3 separate regions of the Rattus norvegicus genome follow, and regions 2 and 3 are each linked to region 1. Evidence: chromatin contacts called from public Hi-C data. All regions are on one chromosome and are shown on one strand. The core of a region is the stretch at or near the end of the contact, and the rest is flanking DNA. Distances in the headings are between cores, read along the strand shown. Region 1 overlaps Nsmce2 (NSE2/MMS21 homolog, SMC5-SMC6 complex SUMO ligase). Region 2 overlaps Nsmce2 (NSE2/MMS21 homolog, SMC5-SMC6 complex SUMO ligase). Region 3 overlaps Nsmce2 (NSE2/MMS21 homolog, SMC5-SMC6 complex SUMO ligase).

Region 1 (3,788 bases), core at 341-2,840:
AGCATCGTTTTTGCATGGTGGTTATGTGTAAAGTTACTTGGCTTGCCCTGTTCTGTGTGCTAAACCCTCCTGTTCACATTAGCATTTCTCATTTTGGTGTAAGTTTCTGTTTTTTTTTAAAAAACAGATTATGTATAGTGCCTAAATACTGTTTAGATTTTTCTAGGCCTTTGACAGTGCCTTTGCTATCGATTCTTTTTTTTTTTTTTTTTTTTTTGGTTCTTTTTTTCGGAGTTGGGGACCGAACCCAGGGCCTTGCGATTCCTAGGCAAGCACTCTACCACTGAGCTAAATCCCCAACCCCGATTCTTTTGTTTTATTTCTAATTTTTCTTGGCCATTGGAGCTGAGCCTTCTATTAGATTTCAGTGATCAAACTGGGGATGAAAAGGACTAAAACAGAAAAAGCTAGCTAAGAGTCTCTCAGTCAGATTAAAAAGCCAGGCCAGCATCACATCGTGTCTCTGGCCATTGGCAAGGACTGATGCTTGCTGAATGCTATGCAGAGATGACAACGGAGGCAGAAGTAGAAAAACATTAGGAGCCTTTGGTGAAACACTATAGTCCTCTTTTAATGACATAAAATTTTAATGTCTTGTGGTCAGAGGAAAGGAGCTTTTATGAGGATGACACATAACAGTTGAAAGCAGTTTGATTCTTCTAGAGATCATTATGCAAACTGTTCTTTCCCTGTTTCTGTAGTCACAGATGAAGTTACGTATTCATGCTGTATATTTCTGTACCATTACTTATATGCAGAAGTGCAGTCTGATAAAACTGTACTGTTTGCCACATGTGTAATTTGAAATTTTCTACTGTCTCTCTTTCATAAAGTATGGAGGAGGGAGAGATTTGTAATGTTTTATTTAACCTAGTTAGTGTATCTGAAACTATTTTCCAAGGCCAGAGAGATAGCTGATAGCTCTGTGGTTAAGAGGATTGGTTGCTTTTTCAGAAGACCTAGGTTCAATTCCCAGAACCCAGGTGATACCATACCTGCTTCTATACCAGACACTAGACATGTTCATAGTATGTCCACAGACATACATGCAGTCAGAACATCTATATTCACAAATAAATAAAATTGTAAAGTACATAAAACTAAAATATTACTTTCACATGTCATAAATATGGAAGCTCCTAAAGAGTTCTTTTGGCACAGCGTGGGCAGTGAAATCAAAATCCTACAAGTACACTGGACTCCAGACTAGCTGGCTACACTGCTTATTCTTATTAGCCACATACAACACTTTATGAGATGACAAAAGGCACATAGGCTATTTCACTTCTCTGTGACAGTGAAAGGTAAGAAATAAAAGATGGCCAAATCAGCTAGATCTGCAACTCTTTAGCAGTTCTGGTGAACTTTCAGTCAAGCTAGTGGAAGAATGAGACACTTTCTCATTTTCTCCTGTACTTGTCTCTCCTCTGCTGAAGCTGTGGCTAGTATTTTAGGGTTTTCCCCTAATTGTTTAGCCAGCTTAAAATAAAAAGTGCATTGTTTCTGAGGATCCTGTTACGTTTGCTTCTGTATAAAACGTTGTGTGTTCGTTTGAATCCACATCTACAGTTCTTCATATTTTGTAGCTGATGTGGTAAATCAGTTTCATATGCTGTTGGGCAAGCTGGAAGGTTAAGCCTCCTAACTGCAGCAGCCAGCTGATTCTAGTTGCTGTAAACAATTAAGCCTGTCAGCAATTGACCTTGGGAATGCTAATTTGCTTGTCCCTGGGTGCCGCCTCAGGCCCTGGCTTTCTCTCTGTGGGTGGGAGTTATGAACCTGGTTTGGAGAAGAACTAGAGGCATTTGAGGCCAGCTCCAGACAGATGTTTTCTTGCTTCATTTTTACATGTGACCACAGTTGCAAGAGGCATATTCCTGCATGAGTTTTTTTTTTTTTTTTTTAGGCCTGTGGAATCAGAGACCAAAGTTGAAAGGCAGCTTCTTTTACCTTTGAATCTATTGTTGCTCTTCAGTGGAGTTCTCATGGTGAAGTGACAGTCTTTCTTATGTGGGCTCATTGTGCATCTTAAACTTACTAGAAGAGTTGGAAGTCACCTTTTATCACACACACACTCCCTGCTTTGTGATTTTTACTGACAGAGTCTTACCAGGTAGCCCAGGCTCGCTTCAAAGTTACTGTCCTCCCATCTCATCCTCCAGAAGGCTGGATTACAGGAACACATAAGCACATGGTGCGGGGTGTGTTCACTGCAGTTCTTCAGTGTCTGGGCCAGAATAAGTTGAATGATTGAGGAGAAGGGGGTGCCAGCGGGGGGAGTTACACTGAGAAGTTCTTTTTGGGCTCTCTGTAAGTGTGTATACCTGAGAGAGGGAGGTTGAGAGTGTTAAGTTCTAAGTAATTGTAAACTGGTGATGGCAGCAATGGCCACTTTAACCTGAAGACAAAGATTTCACTTTTCTTCTGGACTGTGTGTTAGGTTTTTGGGAGTGAGAAGAGAACAGTGTGTTCATGAAAGAGCAGTATTGAGTTCAGTTGTCTTTAGGATAGGGTGTTTATTAACACCACAGCCTGCTCTGTGCTCCCAGCCTGATGCCATAGGCTTTAGTCCTGCAAGACGAAGGAAGGTGCCTATTCTTAAAGGTTTCAGAAAGATGGGTTAAGTCCTATACTGTGTGGAAGAAGGCCTAGTTAATATGTGACTTGAGCTAGGTGGCATGGACCACAGTCACATTGTTTTAGATTTTGAGTAGCACCAGGGAAGAGGCAGACTTGGCTCTTTGTGAGGGCTGTGGAAGGGCAACAGGTTTTAGGGCTGGATATGGCTCATCAGCTCTTGACTAGAGCATCTGCCCTGGAGACTCTAGGTTCTGATACAGTGCTTAGGCAAAGTACAACATCATACTGTTCACTACAATACTGTAGGGTGTCTTATACAACCAGTTTAAATTGTTTATTTGAACTTGTTGGTAGTAGTTTTTTTGGCCATGCTTTGAAAAGGTTAATTAGTTAGCAGCTATGGCAAATAAGAATACATGCAAGGATTAGGAACACTAGATGGTAGTAAGCAAGGTATTTCTAATTAGTAGATTACTGGTTTGTGTGACCAAAACAGGATTAGAAATCTTCTTCCTTTCTGACAGAACCCCTGATATGTCACGATGCACATATCTTTCGTACATTCTGTGTAGTAGGTGACCTATGAGTAACAGTTATTTGTATGTATGCATGAGTATGAATGTGTGTGAGTGTATGTGCAGTGTTCCAGAAAGAACATTGTCTCCTCTGGAGCTCTGTAAGGTGATTGTCAGCTGCCTGATATGAGTGATAGGAACCAAACTTAGGACCTCTGCAGCAGTGTGTGCCCCTAACCACTGAGCAGCCCTGCCTCCAGACTCTGTATTCATGCATCTTAATTATCAATAACTGTCTCCATAGATTGTCCATGCTTGATCAGTTCTCTACTATGACCACAGCATTTGGCACTTCCTCTCCAAATAGGCTGACTATTAATTTATCTATCTGTGCTAAACTGTTGAACATAGCTTACAGGAATGTGGAGTCACTGGCCACATCCCTCCACATGCACCCTAGTCATAGAGACCTACTCAAGCACACTGTGTGTGTGCTCTGTAAACATCTTGCCTTTTTTGGCATGACTTCCTCTCTGAGGTGTCCTCTCCCTATTGAGTGCTGGTGGGATACCTGTCGATCACTCACAGCACAGATTCAGTGCTGTCTCTCTTCTTGCTTCCTCTGTCTATGCCATACATTCATTCAGCAGAGCAACCAAGCACTTCTTTTCTCCGAGTTGTTTTCTCATGGCT
Region 2 (3,788 bases), core at 777-3,276, 210 kb after region 1:
TCTGCTGTTCCAATTATGTTATGTTACTGGAGTCCCAGGCACACTGTGTTACTGGGTACCATCTGAACTTTCCCAGCATGCTTCAGACCGTGGAGGCCTCTCCACTGCACTGAGGTGGAATAGTCTCGTGGAGCTTTTCACCCTAAGTGTAGCTTACAGTCATTTCCTAAAACAGAGCTCTTAATCATAAAGCTATTCTCTCACAAATGAAGCTGCCTGCTGATCTCCATGTTAATGCACTACAAATGATTTTGCCCCCAGCCCACTGTTTTGGCTTTCTGGCTCTTCAACAGGCATTCCAAGCGTGTCCGATGAAGTGAATGTGTGGTGGCAAAGCAGAATCCCCAACAAATAACTGAGCCTCTCAGCCAGGGTCTTTATCTCTCTAGTGGAAGTTACATCAACTCGAAAGTCCAGGGACCCTGGGGCCGATAGGAAATTCCTTTCAGATCTCTACTGGCCTGTTTGTTTCTGGGCTGTGGAGAAGACAGGGAGATAGCTCAGTGAGGCTTGTGCTCATCCCCAGAGTTCACACAAAAGAACCAAGTACAGTAGTTCACTTGTAATCCAGCACTGGGAACAGGGAGGGAGATGAAAAACAGACAGACAGACCCCTGAGGGTCAGTGGCTGGCCAGCCTTAGTGGACACTTAGCACATTCTAGGCCAGTGAAAGAACCTCTCAGAAGTAAACAAACAAACAAAAAAACAAATGCAAACCTGAGTAGGGCAACTAAGGCTGTCCTCTGACTTCCACAGCACCTACACATGTACACGGCTGCGTACACACATACCTGACAGGAAGTACACTACTGTGCAGTATGAACACACAGCTGTGGGGCCCTTACGACAATCAGTCATTATGCTTACCTCACTGCTTTGTGACACATCACCCTGGACTTGGAGGGTATGGACAGAATTACTGTCTGAGTGTAGGTATGTCAGGAATCTACCCAACTCTAATGCCAGAGGCGTCTGTCTAGCTGCTTATGGGCCAAACCTTGGTATTCTAGGAGCCCAAATCTGCGCCTCTAGATGCTCAACATTGTGTGGTCACGAGCTGAAGCTCAGGCTCAGGCTCAGGCTCAGGCTCAGGCTGAGGCCTCGACTCCCTGAAGCCCCTGGACCCTCTGCACCTTTCCTTAGCATAGACTCTTAAGTTTACCCCATGCTGCTAAGGAATGCTCTGCCCTGTGGCTGACCCAGGCTCAGGACCAGCCTCTCCTTCCAGGCCTGTGCATCTGAGCCCTTCCTGGGGATGATTTGATGGTGTTGAAGGTGTTGCCACACCTGACTTGCTCACCAGGATGTCCTGGGGATTATGGCCTAATGCTTGGGTAGTGTTGTTTCTCAGAGCAGGAATGCCCTGATTCAAGCCCATGGCATCATGGCCTTTTCTTATCCTTTTTAGTTTAAAAACTTGTTCGTTTCTGTGGGGTGGGGTGGGAAACAAGACTGTGCCCTGCTTCCTGTCCAGCCTCTCCTCCAGGAAGTCTCCCCAGCGATTCAGTCATACTGTTCAGCCTTGTGCTCATCCTGTCCCTTGTTGAGCCACCTTGTTTGAAGAGACAGGACTGGTTAACTGTGGTTAGAATGACAACTGCTGTGTGGTGAGGCCTGGAGCTCATGGCCTTCAGTGGCCGTGATTTCTTGCTGTGTCGGATGCCTGCAGAAGATAAGAACTGCCTTCACCTGTTTGCAGGAGAAGCCTTGTACGTCACTTGGACAGTGTTAGCATTAGGGGAGCTGACTACTACTAGGTCTTCGCCCCTCTTTTGGAGATGGTCTCACTATATAGCCCAGACTAGCCTAGAACTTTCTGTATAGTTCAGTCTTGCCTCAGCCTCCCAGCTGCTGGGATTATAGGCATATACCACTTGGCTCTTCCATTTTGTATCTTTGTTGTATCTTTGTTGTCAGGTCACCCAGCTCCCCTCAGATACTTGATTTATATCCCTGTCCCCAGAGCCTGCCTCTGCATGACACAGACCTCACCAGGCTCCATCCCATCAACATGAATGTGGGCGCCTCCTCTCAGCCCAGTGGTGTGGTTAATTCCGTCAGCCATTCTCAGAATGCCCTCATTTACTGACTAAAGCCACTGATGTCATCAGGAAGTCCTCCCCCCTCACTCCCCACTTCCCTCTCCACCGCTTATTCACTGTCTGGCAGATGGACGTAGATGTGCTTCTCAGAGCCCACTGCACCCAAGGCCTGGTAGTCAGAAACAGGGCTCAGGGCTTGCCTCCAGGGATGTTCACTCCAGAAACCTCCTGTTCTGCATTTCCATGTCAGGGAAGCCTCAGGGATGGCAGTCTCCATTTCTAAGTCCTAAATGTGTGTGTGTGTCTTCCTTGTCTCATCCTTAGAGATTTCAACTTACACGGGGCGGGGCGGGGCGGGGCGAGCAGGAGGGAGTTGGTGGGGTAGGGAGGAGGGTACACAGCAAGACTCCAGGAAAAAAGAAAGAAAAGGAAGGAAGGGAGGGAGAGAGGAAAGGAGGGAGGGAGAGAGGGAGAGAGAGAGACAGAGAGAGAGAGAAAGAGAGAGAGAGAAAGAGAGAGAGAGAGAGATATCGAGCGCTCATGTGCCTGAATATACAAGATACATTTAGCATTTCAAAATTAATTCCCGTTCTCAAGCTTACTGTTCATTGCACATGGGCTGCACACTGCCCAGGGAAAGCCCCTGTGCTGCAAACACTCCCTGACCCCAAGATCAAAGCCAGGAAATGCCTTCTCTTTCCTACCTTATCCTGCCTTTCCTAGGACTTGGTTCACTGAGGCTCCCAGGTCAGGTTCCCTTCCCTCGCTCGCTCGGCCTCTTACCTTTTCCCCTGTGTCTTCTGTCCCTTTTGAAGAGCTGTCTCAGGTCATGGGGCCGAGCTTTGTGTGGGTCAGAGCCATGTTTGTCCTTAAGGTTATGTGATTAGAACCTAGCCCAGAGCTGATCACACAGAAGCACTCTGAATGCATGAATGGTGTGTGTGTGTGCACAGGGTCTGTTTAAGTGCAGATAGACCAGATAACTTAAAACCTTCCGGGAGAATAGTGGCCAGCCTAGGAGATGGTAAAATAGAGGAACACAATGGAGCACTGTGGGACCTGGTGCCTTGTGGAATGGGGACCCTGCCCCTATTTTATAGCAGGGAAACCCAGGCTCAGAAAGTTTATCTCAGCCACCAATCAGGTGGTTGAGAGAATTCATGACCTGCATGAGCTTGACTCCAAACACGGGGCACTTAGCCCTGCCCAAACCTTGTTCACAGTAAAAAGAAATCAGGTGATTCAGTCCAAACACGCCCTCCAATGAGCCGGCTAACTGTGCGAGGCCTGAGTTCCACCCTTTTCTGGTGACTCACATTACTAATTCACTCACCTCAGGCTTCTGGCCAGTGCCCAGTCCCACTCAGTGTCTCCATTGAGAGGTTTAGTGGCATTCAGAGGGCTGGAGTCCAGGCAAGACTCCTATCCTGTGTTCTCTTCCCAGCACAGCACAGGGCCTGCAGTTGTCTCCAGCTTGGCTCTGCTTACTTGCCTTCCGTCCCTAGTCTCAGGCCCCATGCCCCAGTGTGTGTTGGAGCCTGACTGCCTCACCCTTCCTGGACTTCTGTGGGACCCCCAACTATTTCCTCTGCTTCACCCTTCACCCTTTGCCCTTTAGCCTTTTGTCCTCTGTAAGTAGCTAGAGTGAGTTTTTTAAAAGACACTAATCCCATCCCTATCTAAAAGTCCTCCAGGCGGTGTTCCTATTTAAAATGATACCCAGGGCTAAGGAAGTAACTGAGTTG
Region 3 (3,788 bases), core at 730-3,229, 160 kb after region 1:
ATGGTTGATTTCAAAGCCTGTCAGTCTTGGGGCTGAAGAGATAGCTCAGCAGTTAAGAGCACTCCTTGCTGCTCTTGCAGAAACCTGAGTTCAGTTTCTAGCACAGTCATCAGATGGTCTGTAACTCCAGCTCCGGGGCATCTGACACCCTTTTCCGGCCTCTCCAGGCACCTGAATACATTCGTATAGACACATACACATAAGTGAAAAAGACTTAAAAAACAGCAGTATGACAGCCAAGAGCTAGGGCTTTCAAAGCATGACTGTAGCAAAGTATCTGGTTTATCATAGGCACAATGAGCAAGCAAGCCCCCAGCCCTGGCCTGGTCTCTGTTTCATTAAGTGTCAGATTGTAGGGGAATGCAGTCTTCTCTCTGTAGCTGAATGAAATTTTCCGGGAGACCTTTTGAGCTGCGAGTGGACAGCCCATATGACATGTCTGCTGGGCTCCTTTGGCACTCATGGCAACCAGAAACAAACCCTGCAATTGTAAATAAGTAGTTGGAGAGCTCAGAGCAGGTGGCCAAAACTCAGTATGAAGCCACCAAACACCTCCTCTTCCTGACTGACACCTTTCTAAATTCCCCCCAAAGACTTCAGAATACCTACCTCTCTCAACAGCTACAGGCTTGGCATTGTTAGTGAAAGAGGCCCATCACCTTCTTGGACCTCTCTGAAGGTCCCACAGGTTGGATTTACAAAGAGTCTTTTGACCAAGCAGCGGTGTAAGTGACTTCACAGAAAACAAGCCAGCGCTTGTCTCCTCTCCGTGCTGTAAGGGTTAAGAGTCATCACTGTGGTCACCAAGGTCAGACACCAGCTCTCGATGTGCTGGTCCCAGCCACAGATGTGTTTGGGTTGGCCAGGGGAGTTGTATACACATGTATCTATTGGTTGCAACATACACTAGTTAGAAGGATTCACATCAGAATCAGCATTTCCAACTTCTTTCCGTGCCATCTCTGACAACACAGGCTGGCCACATAGAAGCTGTCTGCCTAAATGAGATGGAGGTCCCTCGTTGGCCCTTCCACCTTGAAGTAGCTTCAGCCTGGCCTACTTCCTGTATGCAGGTTTAGCAGTGTTCCTACAGAGCCCTGTGCCATTTTTCTACAGTACAATCCCAAGTGAAAAGCACACATTCTCCTCATCACACTCCTGACCTAATTTTAACAGGGTGCCAAATGCTGGGCCTTGGGCCTACAGTGTGTGTTAAGATATAACATCCTAAGGGAAGCATTCTGTAGTTGGTCCTCTTCTAAAGTCACACACTTGAAGACAATCCCTACCTGCTGGTGTTTCTGTGTCTCAGCTGTTTTCCCTTTGCCCTTTTCAGGATAGCAGTTTCTGCCCCATGGCTCCTAGCAGCTAACCAATGTTTGACCCTTAGCCCTTAATCATCCCCCTTTGGCTGCTAATAGGTTTGAAGCTATATAAACCGTATGTGGGGAAGAGAGCGTGGAGCTGCAGAGGGGAAACGAGATACCTGTTTCACTTCCACGGGCTTGAAAACTGAGTCATGAGTCTTCAGTACAAAGGTAATGTGAACAAGTCTTTACATATCACTGGATCAGTAAGCCATGCGCCCCCACCCCTTACACACCTTTTTCTCACCTGTTGTACAGCCAGCCCCTCTCTTGGTTCCATTTGGGCTGCCTCAGTTGGCAAAATCTGCCCCTTTCTTACCACTTCATTATTCTATGGCCACCTGCCAACCACATAAGGTGATTCAAACACTGCTGAGAGCAGGCCAGCACGTGGAGTCCTTGGAGATACTGACATGTAGTCATGACCATGAGGAAGCATGTCTCCTGGAGCTGTGGGTCACATCATTCCACTGTTGTCATATTTCACTTTACCATCGAAGGGTTTTGTACACTACTTCCAATTCCCATGACTCCAGTTTCACATGAGGTCGTGGACTTCTCAATCAAAAAGTTGCTCATAGCTTTGGTAGGTCTGAAATTTCAGAGTATTGAGCAAGGCCCACATTGTGCTAGAACATGATCTAATAAGATTGGACTGTCAAAACAAGAAGCAGCAGTCTGTGGCTAAAAGGTTTTTAAGCAGGAAATCTGTCCTGTGAGAACTCCAAAAGACGATAAACATGTAGGCTGGGGCCGATTTCATTTCCATCTCTACCGTGAGCTTAAGCAGACTGAAGTAGAGGCAGAAATAGTAGATGGTATCTTTCAGTTGGGAAACTAATTGGTTGTGTAATTAGCCGTGTGAAACATCAGGAAAATATGTGAACCATTTTGTTAGGACCCTACAGAGTACTTACTTGGGACAGAGCCCCGAAATGTCAAGTAGAGACGATGCGTCACTCAGACTGCAGTCAGAGAGCGAGCGAGTGAGCGGGGAGCTCCTTTTCCAGCCCACCAACTGTGAGAGGTGGCGAGTTATGTAACCTTTTCTGCAACTTGCTCTTTTCATCCATGAAATGAGAATTGGGACATTATAAGATTGTCACGGGGGATAAAAGGAATAATATGTGGCTAATGCTTGGAGCGGTGCCTGCAGCCTGAGGAGTGGCCAGTGAGTGAGAGTAGTGGCTGTGAGGTACAGTGCAAGCTTGTGCATTCTGACACCAGTAGTTTTCAAAAGAAGACTGGTATCTTAGTTTCCTGTTCGCTGTGGATGCTCGCAGAACCCTGTAAAGGTAAACATCTTGTCATTCCCTGTGCCCGGGTTCTTCTCAAGAGCACGTCTCAGCGAAGGCTCAGGTCAGGATGGTCCTGGGAATGAGTCACTGTGGCCCACTTTAGCCTCCTGAAGCCCACTTCTTAAACTTTCCTGTTTGGCTATTAAGGCACTGAATATCTGCATCCCAGCTACTGCTGGGTTGCGATGTAACCATTACCCAGGCATTCTTGTGCAATGCCTTATGTGTAATCACTTATAATAAAACAGAACAAAGAGTATGGCTTAGTGACGGCTTTAGATGGAGCAGAGGGGAAAGCCCGCGCCATCTCTCAGCAGGTTAGAGTAAGCCCTGCAGTGGAAACTGGATTGGCTGATGAATAGCTGGAGGTCCAGTCAGCCATCCTTGCTGTCTCTGTGTAATGGGGAAAGTGTGTTCTGGGGACCACTGAGGCATTTGTTTTTGTCCCCTTGCAGAGGACTTGGATCTAATTTCCATATAGCAGCAAAAGCAGACAATTCCTTTCCTCTACCAAGTCATTGCCAGCTAAGGAAATTACTGTCCTCAGTGCTGGGTGGGATCAGACACCAGAGAAACATTCCTTTAGCTCATTTAATTGTTTTATTTAAAACCCAGGCTGGGAAGAAGGAAAAGCAATCTCAGTCAGTGAAGTACTTCCTTGGAAATGCAGAGACCAGCATCAGGTCCCCAGCTCCCTGTAGTAAAAGAAGTCAGACAAGGTGGCACAAGCTTAGGGTCACAGTGATGAAGAGGTAGAAATATGACCTTTCAAGCTCGATAGCCACACTTCCCAAGAAATCCCAAGAAAATCACACCCAAGTCCATTCTCTAGCCTCTGCGAACAGGTACACTTCACCCTCACACAGATGTGTACCAGCACACGCGTACGTACACGTATACACAGTAAAAGGCCCAGGGGCAGTTGGGACCAGTTCACACCTTTAATCCCAGCAATGGAGAGACAGAGGCAGATATTTTCTGTGAGTTTGAGGCTAGCCTGGTCTATGTAGGGAGTTCCAGGACAGAGTTACATGGTGAAACCCTGTTTTAAAAGAAGAAAGAGGAGTGTCTGGGGAGGGGGGTAATATTAGGAAGGAAGGGAAGGAAAGAAGGAAGGAAAAGA

Evidence for each region. Hi-C and Micro-C count contacts between places; a contact is called where the count stands out from the background.
Region 2: a Hi-C map of mammary epithelial cells shows a contact between it and region 1, with 5 times the contacts expected there. The contact joins two enhancer-like sites. A contact is called at or near these places in 3 of 12 Hi-C or Micro-C datasets (kidney, liver and mammary epithelial cells).
Region 3: a contact with region 1 is called in a Hi-C map of Schwann cells, with 5 times the contacts expected there. The contact joins two enhancer-like sites. A contact is called at or near these places in 3 of 12 Hi-C or Micro-C datasets (Schwann cells, mammary epithelial cells and prefrontal cortex).

What each region holds. Positions count from the first base shown.
Region 1 is chr7:92,838,486-92,842,273 of GRCr8, forward strand. All of the region lies in intron 2 of Nsmce2 (NSE2/MMS21 homolog, SMC5-SMC6 complex SUMO ligase), which reads left to right. Among named protein-coding and RNA genes, the nearest start is that of Nsmce2, 15 kb to the left of the region's middle. Within about 2 kb of position 1,591, at least 7 of the 93 cell types and tissues checked have an H3K27ac peak or open chromatin away from gene starts, as enhancers often do. A contact at or near this core is called in Schwann cells and kidney, where this site is marked.
Region 2 is chr7:93,043,260-93,047,047 of GRCr8, forward strand. All of the region lies in intron 6 of Nsmce2 (NSE2/MMS21 homolog, SMC5-SMC6 complex SUMO ligase), which reads left to right. Among named protein-coding and RNA genes, the nearest start is that of Trib1, 51 kb to the right of the region's middle. Within about 2 kb of position 2,027, at least 26 of the 93 cell types and tissues checked have an H3K27ac peak or open chromatin away from gene starts, as enhancers often do. A contact at or near this core is called in kidney, where this site is marked.
Region 3 is chr7:92,998,857-93,002,644 of GRCr8, forward strand. The region is part of intron 4 of Nsmce2 (NSE2/MMS21 homolog, SMC5-SMC6 complex SUMO ligase); the gene reads left to right. It also overlaps the pseudogene LOC134479617. Among named protein-coding and RNA genes, the nearest start is that of Trib1, 95 kb to the right of the region's middle. Within about 2 kb of position 1,980, at least 13 of the 93 cell types and tissues checked have an H3K27ac peak or open chromatin away from gene starts, as enhancers often do. A contact at or near this core is called in Schwann cells, where this site is marked.